Linked DNA regions of Mus musculus: region 2 is linked to region 1. The links are chromatin contacts, called in public HiCAR-type maps. All regions are on one chromosome and are shown on one strand. The core of a region is the stretch at or near the end of the contact, and the rest is flanking DNA. Distances in the headings are between cores, read along the strand shown. Region 1 has its middle 23 kb from the start of Gm36458. Region 2 has its middle 3.4 kb from the start of AU041480.

Region 1 (3,272 bases), core at 350-2,849:
AACAGGATCCTTCTGCACACGTTTATTGGGAGAGCTTGATTGCAGAGGCGAAGAGGCCTCGAGCCCAGAACTGGTGCTGCTTTTATAGGCCTAGGAGGGGCATGTCTCACACCCGGATTGGTTATGCACTAAGCCTCATTTGCATGTTCCTCATCTGATTGGCTACTCTCTCTCTCTGTACCTCACAGAGCCTCATTATCATACCTCATTTGCATGTCTCACATCTGATTGGTTACTCTCTCAGTACCTTACAGAACCTCATTATCATACCTCATTTGCATGTCTCACATCTGATTGGTTATACTCTCAGTACCTTACAGAACCTCATTATCATGCCTGGGCCAGGCAGTGTCTTTGCAAAAAACTTTACTGCATATGTACACATTGGTTGTTTGTCCAAACTTATGCGTGGTGGCCAGCAGTAGTCAGTGCCACTCTGCAACGGCACATGTGGCTTCCCACAACAGCCCTCTGCAGACACTGACTCAGCCAGAACCTACTGGAGAGATGGCTCAGCAGTTAAGAGCACTGACTGCTCTTCCAGAGGTCCTGAGTTTGATTCCCCAGCAACCCCATGGTGGCTCACAACCATCTGTAATGCAATCTGATGCCCTCTTCTGGTGTGTCTGAAGACAGCTACAGTGTACTCATATACATAAAGTAAATAAATAAATCTTAAAAAAAAAAAAGACCTCGAACAGTCAAACTGAGAGCAAAGAAATGTCCGACAGCTCAAACCCTAATCACTAAGGTACTGTGTTGTGGCAGACTAAACTAGCTTGGTCACTGGTTGATTTCCTGTTGGGAAACAGTCAGTGAAGATCTATGAAGATCCATGATAAAACTGATAGTTATTTATGCTAACCTAAAATGTTATTTTTTTAAAAGGAATACCCTGGTGAATACAAAACAAATAGCAGAGCTTTCTTCCATCTCCAGTTCATCAAAATTAATTGAAATAATATCATTTATCAAATAATTTAATAAGAAAAGAGAGGAGCTGGAGAGATGGCTCAGTGGTTAAGAGCACCGACTGCTTTTCCAAAGGTCCTGAGTTCCAATCCCAGCAAATACATGGTGGCTCACAACCACCCGTAATGAGATCTGAGTTCCTCTTAAAAAAAAAAAAGAAAAAAGAAAAGAAAAAGAAAGAAAAAACAAAATAAAATAAAATAAAATAAAATAAAACAAACATTAAAAAAAAAAGAAAGAAAAGAAAAGAAAGCACATTCCATGAATATAAACCCAATTGTAAACTGCGTGGCTCTGTGTCCCTATTTCACATCCTACATGCCTACATGACAATTAATCAGGACACCTTATTTGATATACATGCTGTTCAGCAGGATCATGAACTCTGAGGCCAGCAGGGCCCATCACGAAGCTCTAGTCATTGTGAAGACCTCTCAGGGCCTGCCACATGGAAAGCTGAAATCGGCTCCAACTGTACTAACACAGTGTATGGAGACGTGGCCATGAGGGATGTGAAGGGTTCAAGTTTCTGCCTTCTTGAAGTTTGTGTTCTAATAGGGAGATAAACAAGCAAAAGAATAGAGGGCCAAGATAATTACATCACCCCTTGAATAATTACATCACTCCCTGAAAGAAATAAACAGCCTAAGTAGGAGGTAGAAGTCGGGGATGATCAGGCAGGAACCTAGAGGCAGAGGCTGATGCTAAGACCATAGAGAGGTGCTGCTTCCTGGTTTGCTTTACATGGCTTTATCAGCTTGCTTTCTTATAGAATCCAGGACCTCCAGCCCAGGGTCGGCACCAGCCAGGCCCTCCCCGCTTGATCACTAATTGAGAAAATGCCTTACAGCTGGTTCTTATGGTGGCAATTCCCCAAGTGAGGCTCCTTCTTTGGTGACTCTAGCTTGCATCAAGGTTATTCAAAATCAGCCAGTGTGATGGGCTAATTGAGCAATTCAGAGAAGAGAAGATGTAGTCTTAGCCAGGAGTATCTCACAGGGCTTAATCAAAGCACCAAGACCAGACCCCAAGAGCCCCACACACGCACACACGTACGCACGCACGCGCATACAGCAGGGTTCAAGGGAATACAGCCTTACACAGTAATCATTTTTGCTATCTAGCTTCTTAGTAGCTTTTATGTGTTCACTCCTGTGCCTTATGTTAAACATAGCAAATCACACCATTTGCTTGAATATGCAGCCATATTATATGCTCAGAACAAAAGGCACACAAGAGAGAAAGAACTTTGTGTTCTGGGCTTTCAGGGAGCAAGCAAGTGGGCAAAAATGTGGAACTGACACATTGCAAATGAAGAGACTACAGGGACAGACAGCATGTATTCAAAATTGCTACATGCTGATTTTGAATTTGAAAGTATTCAAGTTCTTTCACCTACACAAAGCTAAGAAACCTTATTTTTTGTTCCAGAAGCATCACAACAGAAGTTTCACTGCTATAAGTAGGCAGCATGTCATGAAAATAGGTCATGTCTTCTTCTTCTTCTTCTTTTTTTTTAATGGTTTTTTCAAGACAGGGTTTTTCTCTGTGTAGCCCTGGCTGTCCTGGAACTCACTTTGTAGACCAGGCTGGCCTCAAACTCAGAAATCCGCCTGCCTCTGCCTCCCGAGTGCTGGGATCAAAGGCGTGCACCACCATGCCCGGCTGGGTCATGTCTTTTTATTCTTGATATGGGTCTTGATTCACCAATACACACACACACCCTTCCTGTCATATATATTATAGACTATGTCATAGCAGATGTCCTGGTCCTCTGGCTTACAGTCTTTCCACTCCCTCATCCCTGAGCCTCAAGTGTATCTTGGAGTATCTTGCCGTGCTGGTCATTGCGGCCCACTGGTGTTAGAGCAGGATAGACCACTGGCAGCTCATTGTCTAGGGAAAGTAGTACTAAGCAAGCTCTTATTTCCCAATGATCAGAGTAAAGGGAAATAGCAGAACTTTATGTAAAATATGTGATAAAAAGGGTTTTTTGTTGTTGTTATTGTTTTTTGTTTGTTTTGCCAGATGTGGTATTTCCTGCTTTTAATCTCAGCACATCAAAGATAAGAGACAGAAGCAGGCAGATCTTCGAGTTCAAGGCCAGTCTGGTCTACAATGAGTTACAAGCTAGCCAGAGCTACATAGTGAAACCCTTTCTCAAAATAAAACATTTTTTTCTTCCAAAGTCAAGGCAGCATTCTGTTCAGCTCCTGTTTTAAGATGTTATGAGAACTTTATAATTCACATATAAAGCACCTTATGAAGTTTGATTTATGTTAAAAAGTAAATATTTGTTC
Region 2 (3,272 bases), core at 312-2,811, 400 kb before region 1:
TAGAAAAATGGGAGATGGTTGAAGGTGGTGTGCCCCAAAACAAGTCTGAGAGAAGCTGGCTGGGTGTTTCTGTCCCAGGGCCTTCCTGGGTCCTGTTACCCCAACCTGTGTAATTTAGCCTTTTCTTTAACCCACTAAGTCTTACCCTTCTAACCCTCTTTAAAAGCTTAGCTAATTTCTCAATTCTTTGTCAAAACACATTAAGAGTTATGTTTGTTTGTTTGTTTATTTATTTATTTTAACAATGAATACCCTTATTGCTCACCTGTCTGAAGCAGTGTGGAAACTTCTAGCAACATCTGGAAGGATTGGAGGCTTGCTTTACTTTGATTTACTGTTAGTGTTACAGAGAATCTTCTCTCCATTTTCCTAACACAGTTTCAATCTTATTCCTTTTTTTTTAATTAAAACTATCTATTTTTATGTATGTGTATGTGCCTATGTTGTCTGGGTACATGTGTGTGAGTACCTGGAGAAGGCCTGAAGAGAGCATCGGACCCCCTGGAGCTGGGGTTACAGACGGCTGGGAGCTGCCCTCGGGGAGTGCTGGGAACAGAACGCAGGTCTTCTGGGGAAGCAGCAAGCATTCTTAAACCACGGAGCCCTCCCTCTAGCCCCCACTCTAGCCTCCACTTTGATTTCTTGAGAGTTGTTTGTTTTTTAGTACAATGATTGTGGCCAACAAATCAACTCACTTGTGACTTGTAATACAGCTGGTTTGTATTAGTTTGCAGCAGGCACCCTTAGTGAAATGATCTCGTGTCGAATTAATTTTGCTGATACGTGGGGTGATTCACAAGTACGTTAAGTCACAGAATTAGACACAGCCTTCTTACACAACCACCTTCGAGATTATAAACAATGACATAATCAGTAAATACTGGCACAAAGGGTGGCCTACCATGATATTAAGGGTTTCTTCAGTGAACATACTTACGGGTTACTATATTCTTACTTTAATATACATCAGGGGGGAAAAAGGCAAGTATGAAAGTAGAGCAACTTGTGATTTGAATTGGCAGCGCATAATAACAGTTCAGAGCAACTGGGCCAGAAACACCATTCCATTTATAGCACTGCATGCAGGGTTAGCTGAGTTTGGTAAAGAAAAACTTCCAGGTGACTTAAGCAATAGATGAGTTCTATAGAAAGATGAGCTGAATCACTAAGAACTGTGTGTCCTGGGGAGAGTATGAAGAAATGACTCCACGCCCACAATTAAGCTACCAAACTATGTCATAAATGGAGATGTGTGTCGATTTTCTGAATTCTGCCTACTTTTACCCAGACTTTTAAAGACAGTGGAAAATACCCAGAGGAGAAAGATTCTCAGAGCTAACACCTGGGCTTGTCACGATTCTCCTAAGAGTCAAATTTGAGCCCCACCGCAATCATGTCAATGAACAAACAGGATGAATGAGATCAATAGCCCGCGTGTGCTTTACAGAATCACGGTAAGGAAGATTACTTAAGTAAATAAAGAGCCCTGTTGCTCTGTTGCTAGGACATGTGGAAAGATTGGCTTTCACGTGCCAAGTCGTGCAACTGACAGCGGGGAAATATTGCCAAGTGCCTGGAAGAGATAGAGGACTCTGTGTGCCAAAGACTCTGGAGCAGCTGGGATAGGGCTGATGGCCACAAACATCCGTGCTTCCTGTGTTTCAAAATTAAGGGCAACTTGCAGGAGAGTCCTGGTTGAGACTATCCATGAGTCTATGGGATCTCCCTTGGGTTGTAAATTTAATAAGAATAATCTCTTTTTTTTTCCAACATGAGGAGAGGAGGAATTTTATCAACTACTTTCTGAGTCAAATGGCCATGTGACCGTATGAGGACCATGTGGTCATTCTCCTATTGGTGGTAAATGACATTTCCTCTTAAATTTAAACGTCTCTTGAATTCGTAAGGGGATTTGGGTATGCTTTCACTTTTTCCATATTAAGCTGGATCTGATTTGTTAATTTTTGAAATGATATTTGTACCAAAGTCCTGAGTGTATCTGCTTTATTCTCCTGGCATCAGACTATAGTCGTTTAGTTTGTTATCAAGTCTCATTATATGACCATTCGGGACTTCCTTTCTTCTGGGGTCAAATTTAGAAACTATAATCTCTAGGAATTGTTTGTTTATTGTTGTGAGTGGATGGAGCCCAGGGCCTTGTGAACTCTCAGTGGCTGAAGACCAAGGCCCGTCCCAGGCCTTTTCTGTATAGGTTCTTGCTTTGCAGCTGGAGCAGGGTCTTATTCACATGCCTCACCTCCTTGGTGCTGCGTTTACAGGTGTGCACCAATGTACCCAGACCAGGAATTTTCTTATTTTACCTCAGTTTCAAATTTGCCAAGATATTTGGTGAAGTAATTGTAATCAGATAAAATAATCACAACAATTCAAATATACTTTTTTTTAGTATATATGGCTTTATAGTTATTTGCTTTTAAAAACCCCATTGTCCATCTTTATCCATGCCGTCTCTAGCTTTTTTGTTTCTTACATATTTAAACACGAAAATTTAAAGTTGCATATTTCTCTCCTATTTCCACATTAGAGATATATATTGTCTACTTTTTAAATCTCTGTGTATATATGTGCCATGGTTTTCATTCATGTCTATGTTTTCAACGTCTTACAAGTTGCCATACACAAAGTTCATTATTGTTCAAATTTATTTAGCATCAAAAGGTTCTATTTGATGATGTCTAATTTCTAGAAAAAAATTTAAATTTCCATTTTGACTCCTGATTTCATCTCAAAATAAAAAGAGAGTGTATGATCCTGGGTTTGTGAAATTTACTCTGTTACTGTTTGACCCAATTTATGGTCAGATTTTCTTAGAAGGATTCCATGTGTGCTTGAGAAAAAAATGTGCTTTGCATACGTGACTGTGCAGTCAGGTCTCTCAGTGCACGGCTTGGGCATTCCACAATGCTGTTACTTCATCCAGTTTATCTGCCCACAGTGGAGAAATGGGTGATGAAAGCCACTCCTCGTGGCCTTGAGGTTGTATGCTACAAAATTTTCAATTTTGCTATGTATAACAACAACGAAAAATGTAGTTATTCCTAATTTTTGTTTTTGCACCCAAACAAAGGCAGTGCATTTGGACACCTTTGCCAACACTCACATGGAACCCACTCTCTTGTGTGTAAAGCCAGAATTTCTGTTATCTTGTTTCTAGGCCATACATCTTTATGATACTCTATTTTAAATTTTCTTCGTTCTCCAGATCCTCTCTCCAAGTCTGCCTTTTCTTCCTGAACCACCTTTAGAAGCCC

What was found. HiCAR-type assays count read pairs that join an accessible place to other places.
Region 2: a contact with region 1 is called in a HiCAR-type map of fibro-adipogenic progenitors, with 8 times the contacts expected there. The contact joins two enhancer-like sites. A contact is called at or near these places in 15 of 39 promoter capture datasets (the 3T3-L1 cell line, 3T3-L1-derived adipocytes, the C10 cell line and 8 more), 1 of 15 datasets of contacts at CTCF or cohesin (the NIH/3T3 cell line), 3 of 484 Hi-C or Micro-C datasets (bone marrow-derived macrophages, embryonic fibroblasts and nephron progenitors) and 3 of 115 datasets of contacts at active chromatin or transcription factors (embryonic stem cells, fibro-adipogenic progenitors and stem cell-derived neural progenitor cells).

Annotation. Positions count from the first base shown.
Region 1 is chr17:7,437,643-7,440,914 of GRCm38.p6, reverse strand. No RefSeq gene overlaps it. Among named protein-coding and RNA genes, the nearest start is that of Gm36458, 23 kb to the right of the region's middle. Within about 2 kb of position 1,599, at least 3 of the 459 cell types and tissues checked have an H3K27ac peak or open chromatin away from gene starts, as enhancers often do. A contact at or near this core is called in fibro-adipogenic progenitors, where this site is marked.
Region 2 is chr17:7,838,995-7,842,266 of GRCm38.p6, reverse strand. No RefSeq gene overlaps it. Among named protein-coding and RNA genes, the nearest start is that of AU041480, 3.4 kb to the right of the region's middle. Within about 2 kb of position 1,561, at least 24 of the 459 cell types and tissues checked have an H3K27ac peak or open chromatin away from gene starts, as enhancers often do. A contact at or near this core is called in fibro-adipogenic progenitors, where this site is marked.